Linked DNA regions of Mus musculus: region 2 is linked to region 1. A link is a contact called in public Hi-C data. All regions are on one chromosome and are shown on one strand. The core of a region is the stretch at or near the end of the contact, and the rest is flanking DNA. Distances in the headings are between cores, read along the strand shown.

Evidence for each region. Hi-C and Micro-C count contacts between places; a contact is called where the count stands out from the background.
Region 2: a Hi-C map of cortical neurons shows a contact between it and region 1, with 2.0 times the contacts expected there. The contact joins the promoter of B230216N24Rik here to the enhancer-like site in region 1. A contact is called at or near these places in 1 of 39 promoter capture datasets (neural stem cells), 6 of 484 Hi-C or Micro-C datasets (adipose-derived mesenchymal stem cells, cortical neurons, embryonic fibroblasts and 3 more), 2 of 115 datasets of contacts at active chromatin or transcription factors (embryonic stem cells and pancreatic cancer cells) and 1 of 9 other capture datasets (adipose tissue).

What each region holds. Positions count from the first base shown.
Region 1 is chr1:98,000,813-98,004,952 of GRCm38.p6, forward strand. All of the region lies in intron 1 of Pam (peptidylglycine alpha-amidating monooxygenase), which reads right to left. Among named protein-coding and RNA genes, the nearest start is that of B230216N24Rik, 45 kb to the right of the region's middle. Within about 2 kb of position 2,164, at least 61 of the 459 cell types and tissues checked have an H3K27ac peak or open chromatin away from gene starts, as enhancers often do. A contact at or near this core is called in adipose tissue, adipose-derived mesenchymal stem cells, cortical neurons and 2 more, where this site is marked.
Region 2 is chr1:98,046,112-98,050,251 of GRCm38.p6, forward strand. It overlaps B230216N24Rik (RIKEN cDNA B230216N24 gene), which reads right to left and starts at 1,682. Exons shown (of 3, transcript NR_037993.1): 1 at 1,591-1,682. All of the region lies in intron 1 of Pam (peptidylglycine alpha-amidating monooxygenase), which reads right to left. It overlaps Gm24465 (a small nuclear RNA gene), which reads left to right and starts at 3,711; the gene lies at 3,711-3,817.

The sequences.
Region 1 (4,140 bases), core at 914-3,413:
AGATAAATTCCATGACAATGTTTGGATGGCCAAGAGCCTAAGACTAGATAGGCCATGGATCTAGGGAAACTTAAATATTATTGTTCTGCTAAAGGAGCGTAGGAGTAAAATTACTCCTAACAACAAAAATCACTGTCTTGCTCAGCCATCATAAGAGAGCTTCTTCCTATAGATGGGAACGAACACAGAGACCCACACTGGACAATGTATATAGTGGGAGGCCTCGGAACACTCAGTCCTAAATGAGATGTCATCATCAAATCTCTCCCCTCAGGACTCAGGAGACTGTGGAAGAGAAGACATAAAGACTGTGAGAACCAGAGGGGATGGTCTATACCAAATAAACAAGGCCATGCAGATACAAAAGAACTGGTGCATATATGAACTCATGGAGAATGTAGTAGTATGCATGGAACTTGCATGGATTCAAGCCAGATGTGCTCCCAGCACTGAGATGGAGAAACAGACAAGAACTTCCAATAGATGATTACTACTTGTAACTGAAAAATTAGTTTATCTAAGGGCATATCTCACTGAAGGGCATGCCCAACAGTAGATGGCCAATATAAAACATACTCAAAGATATTTTCGGAGAATTTTTTTTGTCTCATATTGCTTTGTGTGGGCTTTTATTTTTCTAAGGTTACTGCTGTTTTGCTTGTATGTTATGTTTTCTGATTTTGTGTTTTTATGGGTTTTGTGTATATGGACATGTGTGTGTCTATATGTGTATACATTTTACATACTCTTTTTTCTTTTTCTGTTTGTTTTGTTTTTGTTTATCTTTTCTATGTGCCTGTTTGTTTTCTTAAGAGGGAGAGAAAGAAAAGAGAAAAGGCCTGGAGTTGGAGGTATGGGAAGGTGGGGAAATCTGGAAGGAGATAGGGAGGGCAGACTGTGATCAGAAAGTAATGAATGGGAAACAGTTTGTTTTCTACTAACAAAACAATTTCAACATCAATAAAACATAGTGAAGGTGGTATAACTCAAACCTGTCCTTCATCTGCCCATGCCTTTAACACATATACATTTTATATATATATGTAGTCCAGTAAAATGTGTTGTTTTTCTATGGTCAATGACTACAAATTCAACTACCACAAAGATTGTTAAAATGTGTGCCCTGCTTAACAAGAGGGATTTAATGGGGAGATGCAGACATAGTTTCAGGTACTGATTGTCATTCACCAACTTACTCATAGTGAATAAATAACCAACGAACTCTGCATAAACTGGGCAAACACTAAAGTATCTCACAGAAGTACTGAGACTCCTTTTTAGCTATACTCTATAACCTTGATTCTGTGACTTCAGAAAGATAGTTGAAGCCCTAGTGACTCCATACTTATTGTAGTCATAAGATGTAAGTTAGACAGGAAGGTTGGCGGGGCTCTTATTGCTCCATGAAAACAGCTAGCTCATCCTGAGCATGGAGTAACTGTGGTGTGCTGCTGCTGCTGTTGCTGCTGCTGTTGCTGCTGCTGCTGCTGTTGCTGCTGCTGCTGCTGCTGCTGCTGCTGCTGCTGCTGCTGCTGCTCCCACTGCTCCTGCTGCCAGCCTCACCCATACACCTCTGTCACCCGGAAAAAGGACTGACAGCAGGTACTCCACCACACGTGGAATTCATGAGTGAACGGATGGGTACTTTCCCCCTTTATAACAGACCCACATGCATTTATATGGCTCAGTTGATAAAGATAACACAAATAAGGATGTGGGACATATATCAGGGTAATTGACTAATGAATGGAAAAGTCAAGTTGTGTAAGATATCCCTTATGGAAGACCAGAAGAAAGAGTTGTCCTCTTTAACCTCAAGTAGAAGCTCTACTGCCACTGGTCTATTCAAGGAAATCATTTATACTTTCTTTAAAGGGCTAGTCAATTTCTCCCACAGTGTGTTACGAGATGGGGCTCTACCACTTACATAGTACACATCATATTCCAAGCATCATGTAGGGACTTTTTCAGGGATATCGTCATTCATACTATCTAATTTTACTTTTTTTTTTAACATTTCCCACATTGTGAATGAAGAAAATGAGAATGAAATCTTTCATCATTATTTCCCAAATTTGCCCAAAGATAAGTATAAACTGAGCAGCTGGTTAAAATAGCACTCGGCCCTGCTCCAAGTCTTTTGACTCAGAATGTTCAGGCAAGGAGCCCAGATCTGTCTGACTCTAAATATTAACCCTTTAGATAGGGGCTGCAGGCTACTCCTCTCTTCTCTGGGATGCACATACTAGGCCATGACAATGTCTCACCATCCTTCTCTAATGCATCAGTTTTGTAGGCGAACTCATAAGAGTGCCAAACATAGCCACAGAAGGAATATTACAGCATTAGATCTTGTGGGGGAGGTGAAGTGCTACTAAATTCCGTGACTTCTGGTGAGAGGATTACAGAAAGGCAAGAGAAAAGGAAGGCAATTCAGTTACAGTTTTTTTTCCCTTTAGGCATATGCCCTCCTTCTGACACCCACAGAGGAAAATCAATCCATATTTTCTGCAAATCTCAGCACGAAGCAAGAGGCTTTTCAAGAAGCTCTTGCAGGCTATTTGGAACAGCGTCCTCCAAACCCAGTATTTCTCAAAGGTAACATTCAATAAAATTTTCACAATGCTCTTCTTCATTGTGTATGTAGAACTGGTATTTTATAGGATAAAATCTCCATAGAGAATATCACTGAAAAATGTTGGGGATGTATTAAATCTTCAAAGAGAAAGATGTCACAATTTTCTGACTGTATCAGTTTTAACTGAGTCTCTTTAGAATATTCCACTTACAAAAGTTTTCCTAGAAAAATGTCCCCTTTTTATCTAAAGCATTCTCACTGGCATGCTCTTCAGAAGGTGCAGGAGAGCTGACAGACACTCATATAAATATAATTCTATAATATTTAGCTCATCCAAGTAGATAATTTTTTTAGATCAGATATGATAAAATTGTTTTATTTTAAATTTATTGCAGTCTGACCTGTAACGAGTAATAATTATGCCAACTAAACAAGGAGTAAAACTCCATTGAGCTCATGTGTCTAAAAACCAGAAATTTTTCTTGATATGGAAACCTTCATGACAAATAAGCCCAGAATTTATAGAATAATGTCTTCAGATAAAGCAAGATATCACTTCTTAAATCTGAATAATGTAGATCCTCTTATGAAGAACAAACCAGAGTGTGTTCTTTAGGACCTCAATAAAAATCTTAGAAAAAAGACCAAAGACATTACACATCTGAGTCGTGGAACTAATCTCGAGGGTTTAGTCTTAGAAAGTATGATCATGGTAAACTCAGATCCCTGCCCTAACTGAATCACTTGAATCAACTGGTCATATACATACCTGAGAATCTGAGCAACCAATAGAAGTTGTCAGTTGATGTAAAAAGTTTCATTTAACTGCCAAATTGCTAAGGGAGAAGACAAGCAAAAGCATCAGCAACTCATTGACAAGGCAGTCCAGGGACCAGAACACCCTCCTGCCAATCAAAGCAGATAAGTAGGTGGGGCAAAAGAAGAGAGCTAGAAGACAGACAACAATGAGATGTGAGCAGCCTTGGCTCTTAACTGTTCTCCATCGCTAAACTAACTCTCTCTTTTTTTTTGTTTGTTTGTTTGTTTTTGTTTTGTTTTGTTTTTTTGTCATTCTAGTTAAAGGAGAGTGCCTCACTGTGTAGCCCAGACTGTCCTGGAATTCACTACTTTGCCCAGACGGACTTTGATGTTACAGTGTTCTTCTAAGTGCTAGGGTCCCATACAAGTGCCACCATGCATGAATCCTTCAAAGGCCTTGTTACTATTTGCATGACCCACACAGTGTGGTCTGGCTTGTTCTTTCGTGCATTTAAATACTTGTAATTACAGGTATATACTTCTAGAATTGGGCTGGGGTCAGGATTGGAAGCAAGATGGCAGTGAGAAAGTGAGCTTACTGAGAGCAGCTGGGTGTACCAGTATTGTTCCCAGCCTGGCAAACTATTCCAAGGAAAGAGGACAAAGGAAAGCAGCATTAGCTCAGCTCCAGTAACGGATAGCAGCACAAACGCCCCGACGCAAGGCTTGCAATATGGCCAGTGGTTGTCTCTCCTCTTCCACATTTTGGTTCTGACGATTTAAAGAAGCTATCACAGCAAAAG
Region 2 (4,140 bases), core at 432-2,931, 45 kb after region 1:
CACGGTCAAGTTGGAAAATGACTATTTTCAACTTTTAAAGTTGAAACTGAATATATATTTTAAACTGTGAATTCAGTTAGCTAATGAATTAGGTTGTATTGCTGCAAACATGAGCAGAAAAAAATAAGATAAAATTTAGCATGAAGCGTATTAGTTTTATTTCTAACACAAGCATTATGAGTGTATTTCAATAAGAGATTTTACAAGTATGGTATCAGTTTAGGTTGAGTCAATTTCTTCAACATTTACTCTACTGTAATGTAGATGAATTTGCTTCTACTTATGAGAATCAGTTTCTAATAGCAATTAATGAATAACTTATTAAACACAAGGGCAAGTATAATTTAACACTGTTTTAATATAGTTTCAAGACTGGGAAAATTCAAAGAATAAACACTTATGATACATATGACACATCCTTCAGTTCCAAGGAGCTGAATGTAACTTTTAGTATGGCTTTATACTCTTACAACCATTATTTCTTACTTACTCTTTATAGAAACCTACATCTAGCATTAATGTTCCATTAACATAATTTCCCAGAAACAAATTATATAGACCATATTCCACGGTATTCTAAAAATACAAGACTCTAGAAATAAACAGTCTAAACCACTTCTTGTCCCTGTCAACTAAGCCATGCGCCTGACTTCTATACAGAACAAAGGTTCAGCTTCCTGAAGGATGGGTAGTCTCTGTACGAGCCATTCTCAAGCCCCTGTCCTCTCGCGAAGCTATTTACTAACAGTTAGAAATCACCCTTTTCTACTCTCCTTAAAGCTCACTACCAGATGTACTGAAATTGTTTACTGGGGATCCAGGGAAGGAACCACAGGCAGAATGCGTGGTGTGGTGATGGAGAAGAGAGGTCTATGGATTTCTTGATGAGACAGTTTGGGGGAGAAAAGCTGAAACAGAAAACTAACTTCCAGAAGGGACTCTTCACTCATAGCTCTCCCCCTGACACCATAAGAGACTGCACAGTCCTCTTTGCAGAGATGTGAAGACAAATGCTCAGCCTCAGGAAGGGAGGCATACGTAAGTATTTCATCAAGCACCAAGTTCACTCCTCTGCAATATTAGAAACATATGGAAGTAGGATTGAAGTATGCAATTATGACTGTCAGTAGACACTGAACTTCCGACAATACCTTCCCATATCCTGTTATTATCACTTAAGATGGATAAAATATCAGTAAAAAAATGTATAATTCACATACTTTCTAAGAGCCTTAGCTGCCCTATGACACCTGTAAAAAATATGTTAAGTTTTTTTTTTTTTTATGGAATGCAAACAGTTTAAAAGGAAAGCTATAGTGTGCATGCTGGTTTCGCTTATCAGGGGGTAAGAGGTATTACATTGTGCATTCACAGTGATTTTTATAAGCCCACCCCTACATGTGAACACACATATGCACACATACACATAATATATAGGAAAATTTTAGCCAATCCCCGACAACAGATTTATAGCTTGTTCCTATATATTATGTTTCAGTTAGAAGTATATTTTAGAACACAAGAAACCTAAAGCAAAATAATAGAGACATTTGGTAATTCTTATAATAGTATATTAAACAAAGCACTTACCCTCCATTGCTAATCACACTGGCAGGAGAGCAACAGGAGAGGGGCTTTATTGTGGGATGAATCATCCCCACGTAGATGCTCTGAGCAACCCGTGTATGCATACTGACATCATCAGGAGAGACTTGGAGGCAGAGGCTACTATGGTAACGGAGCAATGTGCTGGGAGACAGCCGCCTTTAATTGCTTTAACAACTTCCTGGGGCTCAAGCGACCAGGCTTGGATTTGCTAAGTAGGAAAGGAAGGTTGTCACAGAGGCAGCAACTGTGACGCAGAGCAGAAGAACTCAGTGAATTCTGGAATTACTAATTTCAGCATGACTTCTTAATGGCAAATGTCATTACACCGTTCCATTGGCAACATCCTTTTCACACACAGAGCTCTAAGGAAGGCATAGGTCAATACCCAATGCTCCGAGGTAACAGAAGTCTAGCTTCATATATAATTCTCTCACTTAACAAGCATTAATATTATTGCATTACAAATATCCTTTTCCTTGAGAGTGAATGCTTGATTCACTTTGAAAAGAAAGCCCACATCTGTGCCTTAGGATGTCTGCATGCTGATAACAATGACAACTGATTCTTTCTATTTATTTCTCTGGAAGGTGGCAGCTGTGGGTCCATTAATCTCTGAGCTCCACTAAATCCTTGCCAACAGGTCACTTATGCAGAAAACACCTCCAGGGAAATGGCTAGTTATTACACCCTGATAAAATCAGCCAGGAAAGCAGGACTTGATGCTACAGTTTTCTTGGTGAAGTCGTCTGTGTCAAAGGCAGAATAAATTCTATTGTAATGATGCCCTTCCCTGGAAAGCCACACAGAACATAAAGCTTTCCTTTGAACTCTTTGTTCTTCCTTGCCTCTGCCACCCATGCTGAAGAGAACACAAGCCCTTTTAACAACACCAGGTTTAGAGTAATTGCTGAAAATAACCATGTGCCAGCGTCAAACTGAGGCTATAATGATATCCTCTGCTTATCTGATCGGTTGCAACACTTTAATAAGTATATAATTTATCATCTGTAGTATGAAAACTATTGTTTTCTCTCCCGTGCATATTTGATTGACATGTTTTTCAACAATACCGGGATCTAATTTTTATTGTAACTACTGCAATTGTAAGGATAAGCAAGAAAGTGGGCAGGTCTTCCTTAAGACAGTCACAGCACAATATAAACTGAAGGTTGTCACTCTGTACTATATACTTAGATCTTAGCTCTTTCAAAGGCACTATTATTATCTCTATTTCAATTTAGATGATGCCACGCCTGCCTCTTAATGTTTCCTTTGTAAGTAAACAGTTTACAAATGTCTAACCAGACCAGTGGCTTCAAAAACAGTAAATGGAATAGAACAGTACCAATTTCCAATCTGAAAAAAATATAGAGGTTTTTTTTGAACCTAATTGACAAGTTGGGGGGTTCTCACTCCTGTAGAGCTTGAGAAAAAATGAGAGCAGAATTGTAACATGTAGTCTCAGGAAAACATAGCATGCCATTAAGTCAGTTAACGAGAGAGAGCTTTCCAATCAAGCTTCCGTTCTTTCATCTGTGCTTTCTGAGATCCTGTTTGAAAAGCAAAACAGACCAAGTTCAGCAAGATGGTAGGTAAGCAGGAGTACTACTGAGAGCCAAGGAGATGGCTGGTCAAGTCTGTTGCTTGATACTGAGCTCTGACAACCTGAGCATCCCAGACCTGTATGGTGGAAGGAGAGAGCCAACTCCTGAAAACTGTTATCTTGCTTCCTTGCTTTCACATGCATGCTATAGCATGCACACGTGCTCATGTGCATGTACACACCATATACACTAAGTATAAAAAACATATTGCTCTACACATATGGCATGATTTAAAAAAAAAAAACCCACAACAACAACATCTGTTGGATTGAGGATATAGCTGATAGGTAGAATGCTTGTGTAATATTCATGAGGGCCTCTGAATTCAATCCCTCGTGCTCATAACTGTGTGTGCCAGCTCATCTTTGTAATCCCAGAAATCAGGAGGTAAATCAGGAGGCTCAGTAGTTCAAGGTCATTGAAGCTAGCCTGACCTTTATAAAATCACATCTCAAACTGTTTCTGTTTATATGAATATACACTGAAAAGTATCTAGAAGTGCTCACTTTGGCAGCACATATACTAAAATTGGAACAATACAGAGACGATTAGCATGGCCCCTGCGCAAGGATGGCATGCAAATTTGTTAAGCATTCCATAGTTTTCAGTCCCATGGAGGGAGCAGCAGTGTCAACAGGCCAGACTCCCTGCCCCGCCTCCAAGAGCTCCCCGAGACTGGACCACCAACTGAAGAGTACACATGGAACGATCCATGGCACTGGCCACATATGTGGTCGAGGATGGCCTTGTTGGACATCAGTGGGAGGAGAAGTCCTTGGGTCTGATGGGGTTTGATGCCCCAGTGTAGGGGAATGCCAGGGCAGGAGGACGGGAGTTGGTGGGTGGGGGAGCACCCTCATGGAGGCGGGGGGGGGGATGGGATACAGGGTTTCCCAAAGGGGAGACCTGGAAAGGGGAAAACATTTGA